3 separate regions of the Sus scrofa genome follow, and all the other regions are linked to region 3. A link is a contact called in public Hi-C and promoter capture Hi-C data. All regions are on one chromosome and are shown on one strand. Each heading gives the region's core, a stretch centred on a gene start, on an enhancer-like site or on the middle of the called end of the contact. The rest is flanking DNA. Distances are from core to core; before and after follow the strand shown.

Region 1 (2,862 bases), core at 214-2,713, 280 kb after region 3:
CTGCGTACTGCTGGCAGCAGCTGGGGGGCCTGGGCCTGTGTCACTTGGCCTCTGGGCAGCAGGCACCCGATGCCTCCCCTTTCGGGCCTGGAAAAGTGCGGCTAGCGGGCTCCTGCCCAGTGGGCTAAACGGGAAATGCGCCCCCCCCCCCCGCGCCCCTCAGAACCCTTCTAAAACAACGCCTTTCTCCTCCTCACCCTGAGGCACTTCTAGAAGCTGGCTGCACTCAGATTCTGGCTCCCCTAGGACACCGCTAGGAGCCTTGGCTGTCTCACCTTCTGTGCAAAGTGTGGGAGCAAACCCAGGGCAAGGGCTTTGAGCGGTGCCGGGCACCTACCGAGAGCCAGGTGCAGGTACCCGGTACCCGCCAGCTACTGTTATGAGCCAAATTGCAACATGAGAACACATTTAATGCTACATGCAGCTTGTGGCCTGGCCAGGCTCCTCCCCACACTCCGAGAATCCTACTTGGAGAACCCCTTCTCCATAGCTTCAGTCACTTCGGGGTGCAGGAAGCGGCTAGCCAAGCGCTCGATGTCATCCAGGGTCAGCCGGCTCAGGGACCGCTCGTAATCCTGAGGAGAGAGGCCGGGAGGATTCAGGGGCGCGCGGCGGGACGACCCTGTGATTGAGGCGGGGGCCGGCGGCGGCGGCGGCGGCGGCGGCGGCGGGCGACCCTTCTCACCCTCTGCAGTTGATCCAGGACTCTGCTGGCATCTGCAGCGCTGAAGTGGCGGCCCAAGACCTTGGAGACCAGCTGCCAGGCGGCTGGGGGCGGGGGCGGGGCCTCAGCCAGTCTCCGGGCCGCGCTTTCTTCCAGCAACACCTTCTCCAGCGGTTTGACCACTAGGTTGAGCTTGGAATTGGGCCCAACGCTGTAATCGGAGAGTCTTTTCCCATCTGCCCGAGAGAGAGGGATGGAGGTGTCGCCCGCAAGGGTGGGGATGGCCTCAGCGAGGCCAGGCGGGGGCGCTGCGACACCTGGCTGAGGAGGCCACCTCCCCGGCGCTCCAGCGGCCAGAGCCCCATCCGCCGCACCGCTGCGCAGGCTCGGCCCCGACTTCCCGCGGGGCTCCCCGGTTACCTGCTAGGGCCTTGCCCTTGAACAGCAGCCGCTGCTGGCGCACGGGGACGTTTAGCTTCTCGGAGACCAGATGTTTCAGCGTGGACACCAGCTCGTCCTCCGACACCTGGCCGGGCCAAGGATGGAAGGCAGGGGGTGAGGCGGCGGCCTCGGCCCCGGGCAGCCCTCCCGGCCTCCCCGGCGCCGCCGGCCCCGGCGCCCGGGGGCTGACCCAGCGAGCCGGGGGCCCGGCCGCCGTACCTGCAGGCTGCACTCGCGGCCCTGGAGCGCCTTCACCGTCAGCTGCATGGCGGCCGCGGCGGCGTCCACTCCGGCCGGCGCGCACCCCAACCGCCCCCTGCCGCGCGCCGCCGCCCCGGGCGCGCGCCGGAACCGCCCGCCGCCGCCGGAAGCCGCGCGAGGGGCGCGCCCGCCGCCGCCCCGCCCGCCCCGCCCCCACAACGCCCCGCCCCGCCGCCGCCGCCGCCGCCGCACGCGGGCGGCCGGGATGTGGCGGCGGCGGCGGCGCGAGTCGCGGAGCCGGGCCTCGGAGGCGTGGGAGCCGGTCGGCTCTCTGCTCCTGCGGCGCGAGGCCGCAGGGGGCTTGGCCCGGTCCTGCTCGTCTCCCGCTGCCCGCGGCAGACCAGCTGAGCTGGGGAGCAAGCAGGCGGGGGAGCCAGGCGCTCGTCTGCCCGCTGCTCCTTCTAGAAGCGAGGGGCCCGCCCCTCGGAGGGGATGCGTGGGGACCGAGGGCCGAAAGTCTGTTAGCCAGCCGGCCTCCGCCCCTTCCCCGCCGACCCAGCGACCCAGCCGCATCCGTCCTTGCCCCACCGGCCGGCCTCAAAGGGCAAAGACTGGAAGGGACCCGAGCTTGCTTCTCTCTTTTATTGAAATATATTTTCTGGGCAGTGCCCACCTACCTAACTCAGCATGGCCTCTTTGGCACTGAAAGCTGGAGAATAAAAAACCAGTAAAAAAAATAAGCCTGGATTTTTCTGAGTGCATAGTGCATGAGAACTAAAGGCCTTTGGTACACAAGAACTGTGGGGACAAGTGGGCGGAGGCTGGGTTAGGGGTGGCAAAAGCTGGCCCGAGGGGCCTCAGGGAACTGTGCACACGCTGCTATAGATGAAGTGGCCGATGACTAAGGCCAGCATCTCGGAGGTGCCACTCAGGGCCACGATGAAGGGGGCCTGGGAGGCGTAGTCGGCTTGAAGGCGGCGGAGAGACAGCTGCAGCATGGCTAAGGCCAGCAGGCTGTTTTGCACCCCAACCTCAATGCTGACTGTCCGCCGCTGGGCCACCGGGAGCTTCAGGCACGTGGCCAGGCAGTAGCCCACCAGGAGGCCCACCAGGGGCACCGTGAGGCCCACCAGCACGATGGGCAGCCGGACGCCTGCCAGGATGAAGACCCCCATGCGGTAGGCCAGGAAGAGGCCGCCCAGGAGCAGCACAAAGCTGAAGGGCTTGATGACCTGCAGCAGCAGCTGCGAGAACTTGGGGAGCTTGGACTTGATCACCACGCCTGCTGCTATGGGGATGGCGATGAACAGCAGGGTCCCCAGGATCTTGGAAATGGGCACGTGGAGTGTTTCGTGGATGCTGAGCAGGCGGCTGTAGACGGCCGAGGACAGCGGCAGGAAACCGGTGGCCGCCACTGTTGAGATGAAAGTCATGGAGATGGCCAGGGTGACATCCCCTCCAAGGAGGAGGCTGAAGAGGTAGCTCCCCCCGCCGCCGGGCGACGAGCAGGTGAGGATGAGGCCCAGAGCCAGGGCCTTGGGCAGCATGAAGACCTT
Region 2 (3,058 bases), core at 318-2,817, 260 kb after region 3:
CGCTCCTCATACACTGCTGATGAGAATGGAAAACGGTGCAGCTACTTTGCAAAATAGTTGGGCCATTTTTCTTAAAATATTAAAAATGAGGCATTCCCGCCGTCGTGGCGCAGTGGTTAACGAATCCGACTAGGAACCATGAGGTGGCGGGTTCGGTCCCTGCCCTTGCTCAGTGGGTGAACGATCCGGCGTTGCCTTCAGCTGTGGTGTGGGTCGCAGACGCGGCTCGGATTCCCGCATGGCTGTGGCTCTGGCGTAGGCCGGCGCCTACAGCTCCAATTCGACCCCTGGCCTGGGAACCTCCATATGCCGCAGGAGCGGCCCAAGAAATGGCAAAAAGACAAATAAATTTTTAAAAACATTAAAAACAGAGTTATCGTTTGTCCCAGCAGTTTCACTCCTAAGTGGAAGGGAAACGATAACGCGTTCGCACAAAAACATAGAGAGGAATGTCTGTAGCAGCGTTGTTCACCCGAGCCGAAAGATGGAAACGACAGCAGTGCCTGCCAATTGATGAACGCATCAATAACAGTGGAATATCCAAGTAATGGAATATTCTTTGGCCCTAAAAAGAAACAAAGTCCTGATACAGGTCACAATATCAAAACATCATGCTCAGCGGAAGACCCCAGACGCCAAAGACCCAAGCGGATTGTGTGAATCCACTGCTGTGAGACGGCCAGAAGAGGGAAAGCCATCGGCCGCAAGTGGAGGAGTGGGCACCGGGGCCTGGGGTGGGGGCAGTGCGGCCGGCTGGAGGTGGGCTGTGCCAGGGCGGGTGAGAGGTGGACCAGCGAGGACTGATAGTGGGTACTCGGGGCTTTTCTTTGGGGGTGATGAAGACGTTTGCGGGTCTAATAATGTGGCTGGTTGCCCAACTTTGTGAATACACCAGACACTGGCCCAACGTGACACTGTAAATGAGCCACTGGCAGGATAGATGGATGCCATCTCAAGGAAGCCGTCTAAACCGAAAAGGCCAAGGAAACCAAGGCGATGAGAGAAACCGAGGGCCGCGCGTGGGGCAGGGCCCCGTGCGAATGGCCGACAGCTCCGAGGCCTCGCGCCGAGCCCGGGGTCACCGACCGTCGCAGGCAGAGGGGCCTCGGGGCCGCGAGGCCGTGGCAGGTGTGCGCCTGAAGGAAGGGCGGGGACGAGGAGCGCGGCGCGCGCGCGGCAGGTGGCCCCAGGCGCGCCCCCGAGCGCCGGGGCGGGGTCTGCGCGCGCCCGCGGCCCGAGGGGGTGTGGCGCGGGCGCGCGCGGGCGCGCGGTTCCCGGGGCTGCCCGAGCCGCCGGCCGCGACGAGGGGGAGAGACGCGCGCCGCGGCCGCGGCCCCGGCGCGAGGGGCGTCGGCTCGCGGGCGGGGACCCAGCGGCTCTCGGGGCCTGGCCTGCGCCCTGGGCCTCTCCCTGGCTCCGCGGAGAGCGGCCCTCGCGCGTGAGCCCCGCCGCTCGGTCCTCCCCGGGCGCCCCCGCCCGGCGCGGTGGTACGGTCCGGGTTTAAAAGGCCCCGGCGGCGGCGGCGGGCCGGCCCAGTGTGTGGGCGGCGGCGGCAGCGGCGCTGGCGCGCGGGCTGCGGGGTGCGGCGGCGGCGGCGGCGGCGGCGGGGCGCGCGAACGGGGCCGGTGTGGGGCTGGAGGGCGGCCCCCCGGAGCCAGCGGCGGCGAAGGGACAGGTAGGTGGCCGCCATCCCCTGCCTCCCGTGGGGGTCCCGCCTGCTCGGCGGCCCGGGGCTCCCGCAGCCCGGGGGTTCGGCTCAGCCCCGAAGGGGTCAGGGCCCGCCCGGGCCCCCTGCCTTCTCCGGGGCCAGCCCTGTGGGGGACCGACCCTTTGTGGCGGAGGAGCGGCCGCTGCAAGGGCTGATGCCGCGCCGCCCTCCATGGGGGTCCCTGTGGGTCCGCCGAGGGGGGCGTCCCTGGTGGGGGCAGGGCGAGCCGGGCCAGGAGCACAGCGCGGGGCACTGGGGAGTGGGCGCTGGAGCCGGGTCTCTGCGAGGGTCTGTCCCCTCCTAGGGCTCTGCTGGCCGGGCTGTAGCAGAGAGGTGGGGGAGCCGGTGATGCCCCAGGCTCTCACTTACAGGCTAAGGTTTGGGGTGGGCGCTTGGGCTGCCAGTCCTGCCTCTCCAGGTCTCCCAGGCCACCTGCCCAGGCCCATTCTTCCGCTTGTATTCCTGTGCCGCCGAGTGGAGGAGGTGAGGAGGGGATGAGGCCTCCTTCTCTTTCTTTCTTCTCCGGCTGTTGCATGGAGGGTCCAGGATTCGGACCTGACAAAAGAGCCCCAGAGAGATGATCAGTCTGAGCTGAAACTCGGCAGTTCCAGGCTGTGTCTGCTCCTTGTTCCAGCAAATGCATTTCCCCGCTTTCTTCTGTGCCTCCTTGGTTTGGGTCTCTGCACCCCCCCCACCCCGCCCCGGCCGGGTACCTTGTGTCTCCCTGGGGGCTTGGGCACTGAGAGCGGAGCCCTGAGCCCTGCCCTGTCCGCTGCCACGACACTGCTCTACTGGCTTGGTTGCCTGGAGCTGGTCGAGGGCTGGGTGTGGCCTAGGGGTGAAGACCCAGCCAAGCGCAGTACTGCTTCTGTGCGCCCCCAGCCCATCTCCCCAAGGTCTCAGCTGTATTGCGACCGTGGCCTCCTTTCCGTAGGGCTCCTCGGGCCCCCCTGCGTCTCCCTTTCCCCAGCGAACCTCTGGGTTTGGAGGAAGAGCTGCGCGGGGCTGCCTGGGCATCTGTCTGGCTGCGCCTGAGCAGAGCCTGACTTATGTCTGTCTCTGTGCGTGGCTGTGGGGGCAGGCGCGACTCGGCTTTGTGTTGCAGCCGGTATAGGCTACACAGCAGGCTCCTGGACAGCTAGCAGAGGGAGGCCTTGGGCAGGGAGGCAGCTGCGGCCAGGAACCTGGATGTGGCGTCCTGCGACTGGTCTCAGGCTTCGAAGCCTTGGGCCTCTGTCCCGGGTAGTGTCCTGACACCCGCTGCCAATTTGCGATTGTTTTCTCCCTGCCTGTCCCTGTCCCCCAGCTGGGGTGTGGGGCGTGTCTGTGGCCTGGGCTGGCCACCCTCAG
Region 3 (3,020 bases), core at 168-2,667:
GGCTGGGGGCTTTGAACAGAGGCATCGGAGGGTGGAAGAGCGGTGTGGGGGAGCAGCGGGGGGAGGACCGGGGCCTCTGCCGGCTGCTCCACGCACCTGCTTCAGCCTCTTCACAGCGTACACCGTGTTTCTCATCACCGCCCGGTACACACACCCGAAGCCGCCCTCCCCGATCTTCAGCGCGTCTGAGAAGTCCTGGGTGCCCTGGCGGATCTCGTGGAGGGGCCAGCAGAACGAAGAGGGGGCCCCCGGCAAGAGGGACCCTGAGCTTTCTGGGCTTGGCTGTGGGCAGAGACCCCGGATCAGGGGAGGCCTGTCTCCTCCCCTCTGCCCAGGCCACAAGCTCCTTCAACTCCCAGCGCCCCTGCTGGGCTGGCTGGGGCTCCCCAGTGTAGCGAAGGCTGGGTTTCTTCGGGCTTGTCTCAGACCCGCGGGCCCGCAGGACCCACCTACCTGGGTAGAGAGAGGGGCTGCAGATAGCGCTGGGGGCTGGAGGGCGGCAGGGCTTGTGTGAGGGCCGAGCTCAGGGTCAGAATGAGTCTGGGAGCCTGGAAAAGCTGCATAAAGACACCAGTGACAGGGAGACGGCGACCGGCCGCAGGATTCACTGCCATGGCCAGGGTCAAGGGGGTCCTTTTCTCAGGTTCCTCAAGCCCACACCCGGCCGGGCTGTCTTACCTGGGGAGAGGAGGGTGGAGGCTGACGAGTGCAACTTCCGGGGGCTGGGGGCCTTGGCCTCCAAGGGTGCAGAGATGCTGTTGGGCCTGGGGGTGGTGCTGCTCGGGGGCAGAAAAGGGGCGGAAGGGTGCCCTAGGACACCGAGGAAGGAAAGGACTGTTAGGCCCAGGCGCGGGGCGGGGAGGGGGGAAGAGCTCCGTGGGACGCCCTGGGCGACCCCTAGCCCGGGGCCCGGCGTGGGGGCGAGGGCCACCGCGCGCTCACATGCTGTGATGATGTCCCGCGCGCGGAGCAGCTGCAGGTGCGTGAGAATGCGCACGAGGTCGGCCACGCGGGCGTTGCGGTTGATCCACGGCCACAGGACGCTGGCCGTGCGCTGCCCGGAGCGCTCGCACAGCCTCAGCTCGGTCTGGTCGCGCACGATCAGGGCGGCTGCGGGGCGGGGGTCGTCAGGCCTGGGCGCCGGGGCCCCGCGCGCTCCCCGCCCCGCCCCGCCCCCGCCGGCCCGCCGCCACCCACCGAACTGGCACCAGTCGGCGGGCTCCAGGGCGTCCATCACCTTGTAGAAGCGGCACATGACCCAGGGCGGCACCTCGTACAAGAAGTGCTGGGCGCCGGGGACCGCGGGGTCTCCCGGGCCTGGCCCCCCGGCCATGGCCGCTGCCGCCGCCGCCCGGCCGGGGCCTCTCGCGGCCTTTCGGGGCCGCGGCGGGCGCGGGCCTCGGCCGGCCGGGTCCGCGGACACTGACTCACTTCCCCTTTAAGCCGGCCTCGTGCGACGCCCGGCGGGGCGGAAGGGGCGGTGCCCGGGCCCGCCGCCATGTCGCCCGCCGCTGCCGCCGCCGCCGCCGCGAGCCCCGGCCACACGGGGGCGCCGCGCGCGACCGCTCGGCGGGAAGGCTGCGCAGTGGGCCCGGCGCGGGGGGGGGGGGGCGGGGGGGGGGCGGGCTCCCAAGAGGAGGGGCGGGCTCGGAGCGGCGGCGGCGCGGGGTTGTTCCGGAAAGGGCTGGCACCGGGCCGGCCGAGGGGCCCCGGGAGGCCGTCTTAAGAAGTTGGTTTTATCTAGGAGGCAGCGGAGGGTGGTCAACGGATCCGGGCAGGGCAGGGTCAGATGTGGGTCGCAGAGGCGGCCTGGCCGAGGCGGGGTGCAGAAGAACGGTCTGGAAGCTTTACAGCAGGTCAGCCCAACTCAGCATTTCCAGCCACCTCCTGGGCGCGGGAGCCCATCTTTCCCGCTCTTTGCAGCACCTGCCGTATCTCTTTCTTTGTTGGCTCCTCCGCCACTGGCACATGAAACGTGTTTACATCTCTTGAAAAGAGGCCTTCGGTTCCTGCTGTCGCTCCTCCCTCTTGTCACCCTCCTGGCTCAGCTGGCGGTCCCCCCCTCCTTTCTGAAGCGCTCATCGGGCACCGAGCTCCCAGGGCTGGCCGCACACTGGTCGCACTCTGCTGGGCAGCCATTGGTGTCCTTGGGGTCTCAGGCGCTTGGCGCGGCAGCAGCTGCTATTTCCCTGTCACCTCCCTGAGCTTTCCTGGAGTCCATCTCTTGCCCACAGGCCCACTGCCCCCAGTGCTACCTCTTAGTGCCGGGTCGTCTTCCTTAGGCACAACTCAAGCCACCTCACTTGCCTGCTTCGGGCCTTCCCGGGGTTCCCCGAAGCCCTCCGCTGGGGTCCCAGCTCTTCCGCCCTGCCCCCACTGCTGTCGTCACCCAGCCCCTTCCTGTCCACCTCTGTCTAGCGCTCGGCACACAGCAGCAGCCTGCAGCCATCCAGAGCTCCTTAGGGTTCCAAGAATGCGACCTGCCCTGCAGCGACCTGCCCTGCAGCTGCGTGGCCCGCACCGGACCAGCTGGAGCTCAGACAGCCCCCCGGGCGGAAGCTCGGCGGAGAGCTCCCTGGGCCCCTCAGGCGAGCCTCCCACAGCCCCTGCTTGGCCGGCACCTCTGACGCGTCCTTCTTCAGCCTCTCCACTTGGCTGCCTCCCCCACCAGATGGCAAAGACCCCCCCCCAAAGCAGCCAGGGTGACTTCGCCTTTTGTTTCTCCAGCTGCTTGCCCGCTTCAAAGGCAACAGGTCTTTGCTGACCCCCAAGGGCTGCTCACCCCTCCGCCCCACGCCAGGCGGCGTTCCCAGAAAACAGGTCTGCCCAAGACGGGCCTCTCCCCGAACGATGCGGCCACCTCCAGCCACTCCCAAAGAGGAGGCCGGCCGCGCCCGGAGCCCCAGTGACTGACTCCCCACCAGGACAGCCCTAAGACTCCCCTTAACCACAGGGAACGATCGTGCGCGCCCACGCCGAGCTCCAAGCGAACCAGGACTGGGGCCGACTTGCTCCCGCTA

The links. Promoter capture Hi-C pulls out the DNA fragments that hold promoters and counts their contacts. Hi-C and Micro-C count contacts between places; a contact is called where the count stands out from the background.
Region 1: a contact with region 3 is called in a promoter capture Hi-C map of fetal liver, with 3 times the contacts expected there. The contact joins the promoter of UBL4A here to the promoter of IRAK1 in region 3. A contact is called at or near these places in 1 of 5 promoter capture datasets (fetal liver) and 1 of 2 datasets of contacts at active chromatin or transcription factors (alveolar macrophages).
Region 2: a Hi-C map of epiblast stem cells shows a contact between it and region 3, with 2.1 times the contacts expected there. The contact joins the promoter of PLXNA3 here to the promoter of IRAK1 in region 3. A contact is called at or near these places in 1 of 5 promoter capture datasets (fetal liver) and 1 of 47 Hi-C or Micro-C datasets (epiblast stem cells).

The regions. Positions count from the first base shown.
Region 1 is chrX:125,008,194-125,011,055 of Sscrofa11.1, forward strand. UBL4A (ubiquitin-like protein 4A) reads right to left here and starts at 1,464. Exons shown (of 5, transcript XM_003360512.4): 1 at 1,325-1,464; 2 at 1,085-1,190; 3 at 686-900; 4 at 469-575. The coding sequence starts at 1,372. It overlaps SLC10A3 (P3 protein), which reads right to left. Exons shown (of 2, transcript XM_021080745.1): 2 at 1,935-2,862. The coding sequence ends at 2,164.
Region 2 is chrX:124,980,740-124,983,797 of Sscrofa11.1, forward strand. PLXNA3 (plexin-A3) reads left to right here and starts at 1,568. Exons shown (of 34, transcript XM_021080740.1): 1 at 1,568-1,675.
Region 3 is chrX:124,723,438-124,726,457 of Sscrofa11.1, forward strand. IRAK1 (interleukin-1 receptor-associated kinase 1) reads right to left here and starts at 1,418. Exons shown (of 15, transcript XM_003135490.4): 1 at 1,198-1,418; 2 at 943-1,110; 3 at 679-810; 4 at 454-557; 5 at 97-282. The coding sequence starts at 1,333. It overlaps LOC106507059 (a long non-coding RNA gene), which reads left to right and starts at 1,615. Exons shown (of 2, transcript XR_001302752.2): 1 at 1,615-1,856; 2 at 2,419-3,020.